Regions from separate parts of the Rattus norvegicus genome. Here region 1 is linked to region 2. The links are chromatin contacts, called in public Hi-C maps. All regions are on one chromosome and are shown on one strand. Each heading gives the region's core, a stretch centred on a gene start, on an enhancer-like site or on the middle of the called end of the contact. The rest is flanking DNA. Distances are from core to core; before and after follow the strand shown. Region 1 holds the start of Cobl (cordon-bleu WH2 repeat protein). Region 2 overlaps Cobl (cordon-bleu WH2 repeat protein).

Region 1 (5,545 bases), core at 1,286-3,785, 44 kb after region 2:
TAATGGAATTACAAGAAAGATATAATGTCAATCCAAGTAAAATTTGCATTTGTGTTCTTAACAAAGATGATACTCAAAGGAGATGAATTTACATCCACCAGCCCATCTGTCCCTTCCCTAATCTATCTCTTTTGGATTCCAACAGTCAACACAGCACGAGGATGGCTGAGGCGTTCTCCTCAATAACCACAAATTCAACCCATCAGTTGTCAGCTGTCACATGGGGAAAAACGAGAGTTTGCACAAAGTAATTGTATAACTAACCTCTTTAGTATCAGATTAAAAAACAAACTTCCCTCAAGCACAAGGCAAACACTGCCTAGTCTCAAGAGATAAAGAAAATAGTAATTTCAGATACAAGCCAACAAATTCTAGTTGCCTCTCGATAACATTCTGAAGCCCCAAATGTCACAATCCTTTATGATAGGCAAGCAATTCAACCAAACAATAAAAAAATCCAATAAGATATAGTGCCATTTCTTTCTTCTCATTCAAACACAAAAATACTCCATACTGAACTGGTACTCTTTGTTAAAATATTATACACACAGACACACACACATTATATTTATATTTGGGGAGTGTTTCTTTATTCAAGGTATAAACAAATGAGAAACGGCAATAACAGAAGTTACAAAAATAGATCTACATTTCTTGGGCAACGAGTTCGAAGCAAGCAAATTATTCGCTGGAGGTGCAGGGACATTTGGCCTTGTAAGCTCCACCATCATCCATAGCACAGGGCCTTTGTGACACCCAGTGAGGAAGACAGACCTGGGTTGCCCTCTTGGCTGCCTAGGGAGCATGGCTGCCTAGGGAGCAGGCTGGAGGAGAGAGGGTAGCTTCACTATTACCAGACACCGTCATTGATTTCTGCAGATACTCTATGGAAATTTGCACGTCCCCTAAATATTCTCTTTCTATTTATTTATAAGAAACTTGTGGTGAAATAATTTAGTTCCCTTAAATGGAGTTATGCAACAATCTCGAAAAGCCACAATTTTAAAAGCAATTCTGCTCACATCTCCCGACGTCATTTTGGGGGTTCCCCGTTACCATGAAAAAGTATTCCCATATTTGTTTTCTTTAAGGGGAATTTGTTTATTCAAAGAAAATATAAAACCACACCTTAGCGAAGTAACGTCTTTTTTTTTTTTTAAACATTCCTTAGCTTCGAGGTTAGGAGTTACTTTTTTGGAAGCCTCCAGGGAAGGTTTTAAGAAATAATACAGAGCTGGTTTAGACGGCTTTTATAAACACTCGGGCAACAAAGTCAGTGGGCAGGAGACCGGGTGAGTCAGTGGGACATAGCTGCTGAAGAAAAGAGATTTGTTGTCCCCAATGCTGCCTTAGAAAATCCAGTTGCTCAAGTGGAAAGTGGGCCATTCCCGGAGCAGGTGCAGGCCCACCCCAACTCATTCCATTCGCAACACTCACAACACATTTGCTCCAGAGAGAAGAGGTCAAAGGCCAGCCCCACTCTGAAATCTACCTAGTCTGCAAGGGTTGCCAACCGTCCTGACAGGGATGGGCACAGAAGGGCACACAATTCGGAGAGTAGGGGTTAAAGGGCAAGACCGTTTGACCCGTGTTAGGCAAGTTTCTCTTGGGCAAGTAAAATCCTCAGTGAGACAGGGAATCTCTGTCTACAAGCTGTGGAGACAGCAAAAAGAAACTAAAAGGGTTGAGGCATTAGAGGATCCTGAAGACAGGAATGACAGCTCTTGCTTTCCAGGTCTGATGAGGGGTGTCTTCACCTCTTCAGACACAAGCGAGGCCCCAGCAAGAAAGCTAGGCAGGAGAAGAGTGTTCATGGAGTCCCTTCCCCACACACCTCCCAAGATCGCCTGGCTACATGGATCCCAACAGATCAAGTACCCTCTTGTCATTGAGGCAGAAAGCAGCGGGCCACAGGGCCTGCGACGAGTGGCTGGAGGAACCTGTGCATGGGACCAGAAGGACTCCGCTGGAGTTTCAGGCCCGGAGTTTTCTTTCTCCGCCCTCGGCCCGTGATCGCCACTATTAAGAGGGGAGGAGGCAGCTCCGAGCTGGTGCTCTGCACGGAGGGATAGCACCCACCCCCCCGAACACACACACACACACACACACACACACACACACAAACACACACAAGGGCTTTCACAGCAGGACCTCTCGCGGAAAGTGTTCCCTAGCAAGGCCTGCCACGGTTACCGGAGCAACGACCCAGGCACCCCAAGTCCTCGACACCTCGGGAAGAACCATGCCCGCCCTCCTGGGCCCACTTACCCTGTGGGGGGCTTGGCCGCCAGTGCGCGCGGTGCGTCCATGGAGCCGGCGGGCTGCGCACCAGGCTCTGCCGGCCGACTGGGGCGCTGGCTGCGGCGCCGCCGTCCTCATTCACTTTTTCCGCGCTGACCCATCCTCCTCCCACGCGGGGCTAGCGAGGACAGCAGCCGTGCCGAAAAGGACAGAAGCGACCGGAGGCGTCCGGGCGGGCGGGGGCGCGCGGGGAGGGACCGACGCGGCTAGCCCGGGCGCGGGAGCAAGGTGCGCCGCGCCCCCGCCAAGCTGGTTCAGCCGCGCCCACCGCGGCGCCGCCCCGCGCCCGCGCGCCGCTCCCCCAGCGCCCGCCTTCCCGCGCGCCCCCGCCGCCCGCCGGAGCGCACCTGGGCGGGGCGCGCGCCCCGGGGTGGGCACCGCGTCGCCTTCCCTGCGGGCTGGAGGAACTAGGCGGGCAAATACCTGGCCACCTGTGACTGTGCTGGGCGAGGCGGGCGGACTAGCCGGCGAGAACCGAGTTGAAGGAAGAGAGAAAAATAGGTCTGGCGCCTCAGTTTCTGCCCCAGAACCTCAAAGAATCTTTGTCAGTACCAGAGATCTACTGTAAGGAGAGGGGAGAGTGGTCCAAAATGAGGTTCTTGATGTCCAGCATGGGGAACTAGAAGGGGATGCTGCTTGGGGTAAGGGGCACACCTTTCTGAGCAATCAGAAAGCAGTGAGTCTGGGGTGTGGACCTGGACTTGGAGTGTGGAACTGCACCTGTTCGGATGCATGCTTCTGTTTGCCAGCCTAGTCGGCTGGATAGTAATGAACACTACTGTGGCCCCAGTCCTGTGATTCCTAGTTGACTGGTGGGCAAAAATACCAGTAGGGGCAGCGGGTGCTGAGGCCTCAGAGCAAGTCAACCTGAGGACCCAGAACCACCATGCTTCCCTTCTCCAGTCTGCTACTTGACCACCACGGGGGAACAGGAAAAGAACTCGATTGCTATGAAGTTCTGCTATAAATACAGCAATTGTACTAGGTTCTTAGTATTGAAATAAAACGCCGGTAAGATGCAAGATTCTGTGATTGAAGTCGGGACCCAGAAGTTTGCCTAAGTTTTTCTTCCCCTGAACCCCAACTTTCTGTTTAAGGAGAGGGGAGACCAGACTGTACAAAATATAAGTCCTGTGGTGGCTGCAAGGCCTTCTTTGCTCCAGTGCCCACTCAGAACAGTGAACCACTTCATACCCGCAGCAGAGCCTGGCTTCCTTTTGAACACAGAGGCATTTTTGGGCCTCTGGCATCTATACTATGTGTCCTGCAGGCTCTGCTGGGATATCTGCTCCTCAAGGAGCTATTTTTTGACCTCTTTGTAGCAAACGACACCAGGCTCTCAACTCCCATCTGCTTCTTGTGCAATGTCTTGAGTTTGGTTTGAAATTCTTGCCAAACGTCTTAATGTTCTCGTGGGTGCTTAGCACATTATCTTCTGTGTGTGTGTTTGTGTGTGTGTGTGTGTGTGTGTGTGTGTGTGTGTGCGCGCGCGTGCGCGCGCTTTATATGCTGTTTATGATCAAAATGCTTACATGTATTTACATTTTATATTTATATAAACTTGAGTGTATGAATTACATATCCATGTGATATAGATGTATACACACATATCACACTGAATGTGTTTATCTATACGTGTTTGGCATGGCTTTCTTCCCTGAGAAGGTGACTCAGTGTAGAGTGAGCCTTGTCTGATGTTTTTCATTATTCTTAGCATTTAGGACAGTGCATGAGAGTGGATTAGGATTCACTGCATAAAAAGAACATCAAGTGACGTGAGTTTCTAGGCCCTTCTCCAGCTCTGGGTGCGGCTATCAGAAGATCTTTCCTGGAATCTCTAAAGTCTCTCCGTGCTTTGGACACCACTGTCAGAAAGGGTAACTAACCTGGGAGAGAACAGTCGGCCAGGAACTAGGGACTGGACCCCAAGGGATATCCCAAGAAGTCACAGTAGTTCAGAGAGAAGCTAGAAGTCATGGACATGGCAGATAGTCGGTTGTCAGAGAGAGAATACCACAGAAAAATCATGAGAGGAAGTCACTGTCCGCCTCCAGGCTGAGCTTCTGATTTCTGTCCCAGGAAAAAGACCCTGGCAGTGCTGGGCCTGGACAGCCTCCAAGTCTACAGAAGCCACTAAACACCACAGTCTGAGAAACCCAAAAGGGAAATGGAGTGGGTGGCACAAACTGGGAAGAGTTATCACAGTGAAACCGAAGGCAAGATCAGGCTTCATACCAGCAGGAGGGTCTAAGCTCCTAAGGCTTCTGCTTGCTGTGTAAATGGGCCAGCCCTGGCAATACCAACCCAGCTATCCTAGTAGAAAGGGTGCCAACAGATCCATCTATGCACAGTTGTTTCCAAAAGCATGTATTCCTCAGATATATGTGAGGCCAATAATGGTTAGAACTAGACCCATTACTAAATATTAAAATATTTTTAAGTGCAGAGGGAGTGAGGGTAACATATTTGTCCATTTGCATGATTTGACTAGTCCTCGAAGACTGATGTTCGTCAAGCCGCTTCTACCCATCACTATGTGCCCTTGATATGCCCCTGGACCTTCCAGGGCACCCTGTATCTGGTCTAGGTATATACTAGTCGAGTCTCTGAGAGAGCTTAATGACAAGCTATAACTGGATGAAGAGAGAGGTAACCTGGTTGTACCGCTCCAGATCTCAACTTCCTATAGGCTACAGGAAGGCTATAGCACAGCTAAGCCCGGGCTGTGCATGTAAGGGCTGTAAGGATGACCCAGGCTACATCACTGAGCTCTTGACTCAGAGGAAAGAGTTAGTACCACAGTGCCAGTCACTTGAGAAACTTTCTTGTCTTATTCTGTCCCAATCCTTCTCTTTCCCTTTTACCTCTCCTATTCTCTGATAGGAACATATGGGACTTCAGAGAGTCCACTAGTATATACCTAGACCAGATACAGGGTGCCCAGGAAAGCCCAGGGTCACATCAAGGACACATAGTGATGTGTAGAGGTGTCTGGCTAAGTCAGTGCTTCCTGAATTTGAATGTTTAAAGGATGCAGACTCTGACCCAGTCAGTGGTGCAGTGGAGAACTTTTTCCTTATGGGCTCTCAGGGATGCAAAATTTGCTGGCCCAAATACTGAAGGTCACCCACAGTGGCTTCCGGACTGATCTTGTACTGACTGGTAAATGTTGGTCGCAGCAAATTCCTTTTCTCTAAACATTCATTTCCTTCTGTGAAATGTGAGAGCCTTATGAACAGATTCA
Region 2 (5,576 bases), core at 2,487-4,986:
TGCTGTTTAGAACATGCCAGATTCCTTTGACTAAAAATAATCATTTTAAATGCACATTGTGACTGAAAGAGGCATCATCCCAGCTACCTCACGCTGCTGTTGCTGTGAGAATAAAGTGAGGAAATGTCTGTAAGTGTATCTGGGGTACTGCTGGATGCACAGTGATATTCAGCCAGTCTGAGAGCTTTTCTTCATCTTTCTCTGGGCAAACGGCCAAGCAGTCACACTGCAGTCTTTGCCATGTCTCCTCTGAACAAGTGCCCTCAGACACTATAGGAAATGGCACCATCCAGGCCTTAATTATTTGCTGGTAGACCAGTTGCCTTGACCTCATGGCATGTACATTCATTCATGAGGTTCCCAATGAATTACGACCAGAGCTCTGTGTATCATATCCTAAAAGATTACAGTTAAAGGAAAACCATCCTGCTATCCATACAAGGGCAATTCAGGCTCTAGAGGTGGTCTCACCCTTCACAGTCCCTCAGCTGACCAGCAGGAATCCCAGCCCTACTCATCCTGTAGAGTGGGATGTTCACCTCCTATCAGCAGGGCTACAATACCGTGACACTGGCCTCAACCCCTGGACCAGCAGGTAGTTATGTGCCCTGTGACAGGGCTCGAATCTATTTTCACCCACTCTAATAACGTTACTTTTGGTTAGGATTTCTGAGATGCACTCTGGAAAGCCATTAGCAGGATTTTGAAGTCCTGTCAGTTCCCAGCACAAAGGCACTGTTCCCAGAATGCAACAAAGCTACCCATTCTTTAAGCTGGCCCTGTGTCATCCTGCCTTGGGTACTTCATCTGACAAGAAAAAAATATTAGCATCCTCAACTCTATGTGAAGTGAGCTAAATAACAGGCTGAAGCCAAAGGCACAAAGATCCATCCAGTCATGCCACTTCAATAGGAGCTGCTCCAACTGCTCTTCACCGGGATCCTTTGAAATCAGGCTTGCAGTGTCACGAGCGAGCCTTTGTGCATCAGAGAAGTCCCCTGTTGGTACACATAGTCCCTGGGAGGCAGAACCCAATCTTACAACTTGATGGAGAGGCAACAACTGCACCAACACTGTTTTGAGTTAGGATTTAGAAGCCAAAATCGCGGAGAAGAACTAACATGGGAGAGCTGTGTGCTTGTGGTGCTATTACTGGAGACCATAGCTCCCTTCTGGCTACCATGCGTTACTTATCCTGTCTCGTACAAAAGCAGATCTAGATGTAGTCTTTGCTCAGAAGGAGTCCACCAGGAGGCAGAGCTAGTTTTGACACCACCACTAACAGGAACCATAAGCCTAGATGAAGAATCTTTGCGGCTTAATGAAGGTGACAGACTGGTTCACTGACGGCAGGTACTCTAGGGAGAAGTTCAGTTACCTTGTAATTGTTCAGCTTAAAACCCCTTCCCATCTGACAGTTCCTGCTGCAGGTAAGGAATCCCTGTGTTTCCTGGATTGGGACCTTACCAATACATTACAACAAAGGCAGCGGGTCAGTCACGAGTTTCCTGTATCCTTTTAGTTGCATCTGAAACAGATGAGGGGTTAAAAGGCCCCACAACTGCTCACAAGAGCAGAAACCAAAGTGCACAATGCCAGTCCCTACAGTAGCAGATGGGATACTGAGATTCCTAAGCAGTCACAATAAAGATGAATATCATAGAGTCAAAGAAGGAAAAGCAAGCGCCCTGAGGAAGCACACAGTCAAAGGCCCTTGTAGAGGTACAGTGAGACAGAGTGAGTTCCAACCCCAACAGCGTGCTAAACACAGAAAATACCTAAGTAGACTCCAGGAGCTCAAGTTAAGAGTAGGAACACTGTCTGCCTAAGGAAGAGAATGGTGGCTCCTGGCTAAGATCTGAAGGTGCTCGTTGAGCTGTGTTTTAAAGAACAGCATGGGATGAAGGGTATGAACCAAGAGGAAACATCTCTGGCCATTTCAACAACTGAGCTTGCAGGCGTGGCTTCACCTTAGTGAGCATCCTGGTCACTACGGACGGGAAACTAGAAACAGAGGGGTGGCTAGGAGCTTAACCAAGCGGTTGTAGAAAACACTCAGAAGACAACAGACAGGCCAGTAAAGAGACAGCAAACACCTTTGGCTGTGACCTCCCTGGAATGCTTCTCTGGTGGGATCAGATCACACCCTATGCTTCTCCTCAGACTCTCCCAGAGATATCTTCTGAGCTTTAGAATCTATCCACACCTACTTCTCCACCATTGCCCAGATTTCCTACCTCAACTGGTATTTCTCCTAAGGCCCAATCACTGCAGTGATGCTGCTGGCCTTCCTAGTCTTAGTTAGACCTGCCAAACTAAACTAAATCCCAGGTCACTAGACATGCTCCACCCCCAGATGGTTCACTGCTATCTCCACTGAGTTCTGTACATAGCAATGCCTCTCAGAAAAGCTCTGCAGACCATCTACCCAAACAGCCGTGTTACATTCTTTTCCATCTGCTTTCATATTTTACATCAGTATATTTAACATCTGTTTCCCCGACTAGAATATATGGAGAACATATAGGGTTTGATGAGACTTTGATGTACTATCTATGGCTGTATTTCCACGTGTTATGTATTACTGGGTAGTGGGTCTACAGTCACTATCTATTAGATGATTGAACAATAGTGAAAGCATAGTGACACACAAGTCGAAGAGGCCAAGGCAGAAAGGGTGACTTTGAGCATACGGAAGTGTGCTGGCTGAATGTTCAGTGAGAGAGTGAAGCCCAAGTCAATGAGTAAACGCAAGATGACTCTAACAGCTCTCTTTGCCTGGCAGAGAAAAGGCAGGGCCCCTCATCATGCCAGGGATAGAGATGGAATAAATAAGAAGTCCAGATTCCATTTAGCAGTTTTGGCTCCTGTGTGGCCCCATCTGGGGATGTGTAGACAGCAAGTTTGTTTAGAGAACATGTGAAAATAGGAACCAGAGATGAGAGGGAGGAGCTGGGGAAACCAAGTGGCATGCTTATAGACCAGAGTGTACTGCTGTGTTTTATCTCGAGGTGTCTTATGATCAAGGTGTCTTATGATCCCCATGCTGTCTGGTTCATGATAACCATGCACAACTGATACAGCTATGCTAAATTCACTACGTCACTTCACTACCTGGACAAGTAGATTTCCAAGGTCCCTCCAAATCCAGGCTTGGATCCTCACGTGCTGCAGATACAGCATGGGCCTTAGGATCCATACCCTGTGGAGAGCCAGGGCTTTCCAGGAGACAGACCAAGGTCAGCTACCTCAACTACGGTCTCAAATTAGTGACGACTTTAGAGACTACTCAGAGACAAATTCTGTCAAAGGGAACTATTCATAACTTCTTCCTAGACGAAAGGGGGAGGGGGTAGCAAGTCACCTGCTCATGGAGCAGGTAGAGGGCTCTGCTTCAGGGTAAATTGCAAAAAAGACTTTTAGACGAATCTCAACTGTTTTTACTGGGGATTTCAAAAGCTATGAGAATATGAACTCCAGCTGTGCTGTGAGGTTCTGAGTTTCAGCCCTGTCAGCCTTGCTCACGTTCAAGGACTTAAAGGCTGGTAGAAAGAACCGGCCAGACTAGTCTTGTTAGATTGTCCCACTGATGGTCCCACAAGTCTAGTGTCACCAAACACCATTTTGGCAACTTTCAAACATTTCATAATCATATCCATGCAAAAGTAGCTGGCATTAGTTATCCCCCATTTCAAAGGAGGGAGAGGAGATAACTAATACGAATGGAATTCGTACTCTAAGCTCGGGGAAGAGATAGGCAGGCACCCAGACACACAGTCTCCTTGGCTTTTTCAGGGCAACCCATAAGGGAGGGGTTCTTTTTCATTTTTTACAGATGAAACTGAGACGAGTTAAGCAACTGTCAAAACACAAGATAGCTAGCAAGGGATGGAGCCATCACTCCAACTCAGGTCTGTCCCGGCCCCGTCACCAGCAGATGCTCACTGCCAAATAAAATGCTAACTATAAAGATAGTCCCTAACACCTGAAGCTAAGTGAAAGTGATGCCTTCACTCTCTTTAAAGCTGATGGCATCCAGACACTAGCTGGGCTGCAATCAATGTGGATGAAACAAACACACTGTGTTGAAAGATGCACAGCAGGCTCATCACTCGCAGACAGACAGACACACACACACACACACACACACACACACACACACACACTCCTAAATCACATAGCAAACATGTCATAAATTATTTGTAGAAATCAAAGTGCCTTAGAGGCCTTCTCTTAAACCCAGAGACTCCAGGTACCCTCCTTGCATAGATCAGTCACATGTGGCCCTCCTCAAGGCCACTTCTGACAATTTACTCAAGAAAATCCACAAGGCAGAACCTCAGGGACAGGGCCATATTACCCTTGGTCATGTTCTCACCTGGTTCATCCCTTGGTGCTCAAGGCTGGTGGCACCTGTGTCACTGCCCCCACCCCCACCCCCACCCCCACCCCCAAGGACTTCAGAGTACAGAGTTGGTACAAAACTCGAGGAGATGGTCCCCAACCACTGGCTCCTACCCCTGTTTCTGCTCAGCAGAGAGACCACCACCAGGATTAGAACAGAATGCTCATCAGCTAGTGGCTGGAGAACACAAATGTTGCTCTAGATGAGACAGTGTCCCCAGTCCTGGGAACAGAGCTCATCTCAGTCTGAGGAGGAGAGCAAGGGGAAACTGTGTGAAATTCTGTTCTTTTAGAAATCTAGGCTCTTGCTGCTCAGTGCAAAAGGATGGGGAGTGAAGGCAGGTACTCCCAGTTGAAGTTGTATGGGCAATATTTTTTTCCTGTAATTTCCCTCCCTACTATGGCTCTCAAGCTTCAACAAGGAGCTCAAAATTTCCACAGATTGATATAGTCTATGTGGATACATTGTAACTTTATGATAAAATGTACATCTACTAATGCAACCTAAGGAAACAGTATCTCTACACCTATAATAAACCAGGTACCCCATGATTTCTTCTATATTTTGACTTACAATGTCTTTCACAGTAATTTACAACCCTGCAACCCTTCTTGAGCTAATACAGTATTTAGTATTCACTAGAACACCAGGACAAACTGTAGCATTTCAATTACCTAATGACACTTGTGGAAATATTTCAATTTGGTAATTAACAACCTGTATAGGAGCAAATTAATCACAAAACATCATTATTTTCTGTAACAGAAACAGATTGAAATTTAATTCTTTTATAGGCAAAAGACTTATTCAGAACATGTATTATTATTGTTATTGTTATTATTGGGTTTTGTTTGGTGACTTGCTTGCTTTAAAGGTCAACCAGCAGTTACTTTAAAGAACAAGGTGAGAAGAGAGCTTTCTGCTGGCTGCTGTGTGCCCTTTTGCACACAGGGATCTAGTGCAAAGACACCTATCCTCCCAAGCGCAAATGGAGAGAGAGCTGGCCAAAGCACCAACTTGTACCCATTCTCTAACTTGCCTCTGAGTGCTGTGGAGTATAGACTGTGGAGAATTACGTTTTTATTGAGATAACGAAACTTAGTTGCCTTAGGAGGAATATGGGAAAGCAAATTTGTAAAATTGACAGAAACGAGGGACAAAAAGTGAGTCC

Evidence for each region. A called contact is a pair of places that touch in the nucleus more often than the background predicts.
Region 1: a Hi-C map of the A7r5 cell line shows a contact between it and region 2, with 1.4 times the contacts expected there. The contact joins the promoter of Cobl here to the enhancer-like site in region 2. A contact is called at or near these places in 3 of 12 Hi-C or Micro-C datasets (the A7r5 cell line, kidney and liver).

Annotation. Positions count from the first base shown.
Region 1 is chr14:91,271,666-91,277,210 of GRCr8, forward strand. It overlaps Cobl (cordon-bleu WH2 repeat protein), which reads right to left and starts at 2,536. Exons shown (of 15, transcript NM_001401101.1): 1 at 2,269-2,536. The coding sequence starts at 2,309.
Region 2 is chr14:91,226,680-91,232,255 of GRCr8, forward strand. All of the region lies in intron 1 of Cobl (cordon-bleu WH2 repeat protein), which reads right to left. Among named protein-coding and RNA genes, the nearest start is that of Cobl, 45 kb to the right of the region's middle. Within about 2 kb of position 3,737, at least 8 of the 93 cell types and tissues checked have an H3K27ac peak or open chromatin away from gene starts, as enhancers often do. A contact at or near this core is called in the A7r5 cell line, where this site is marked.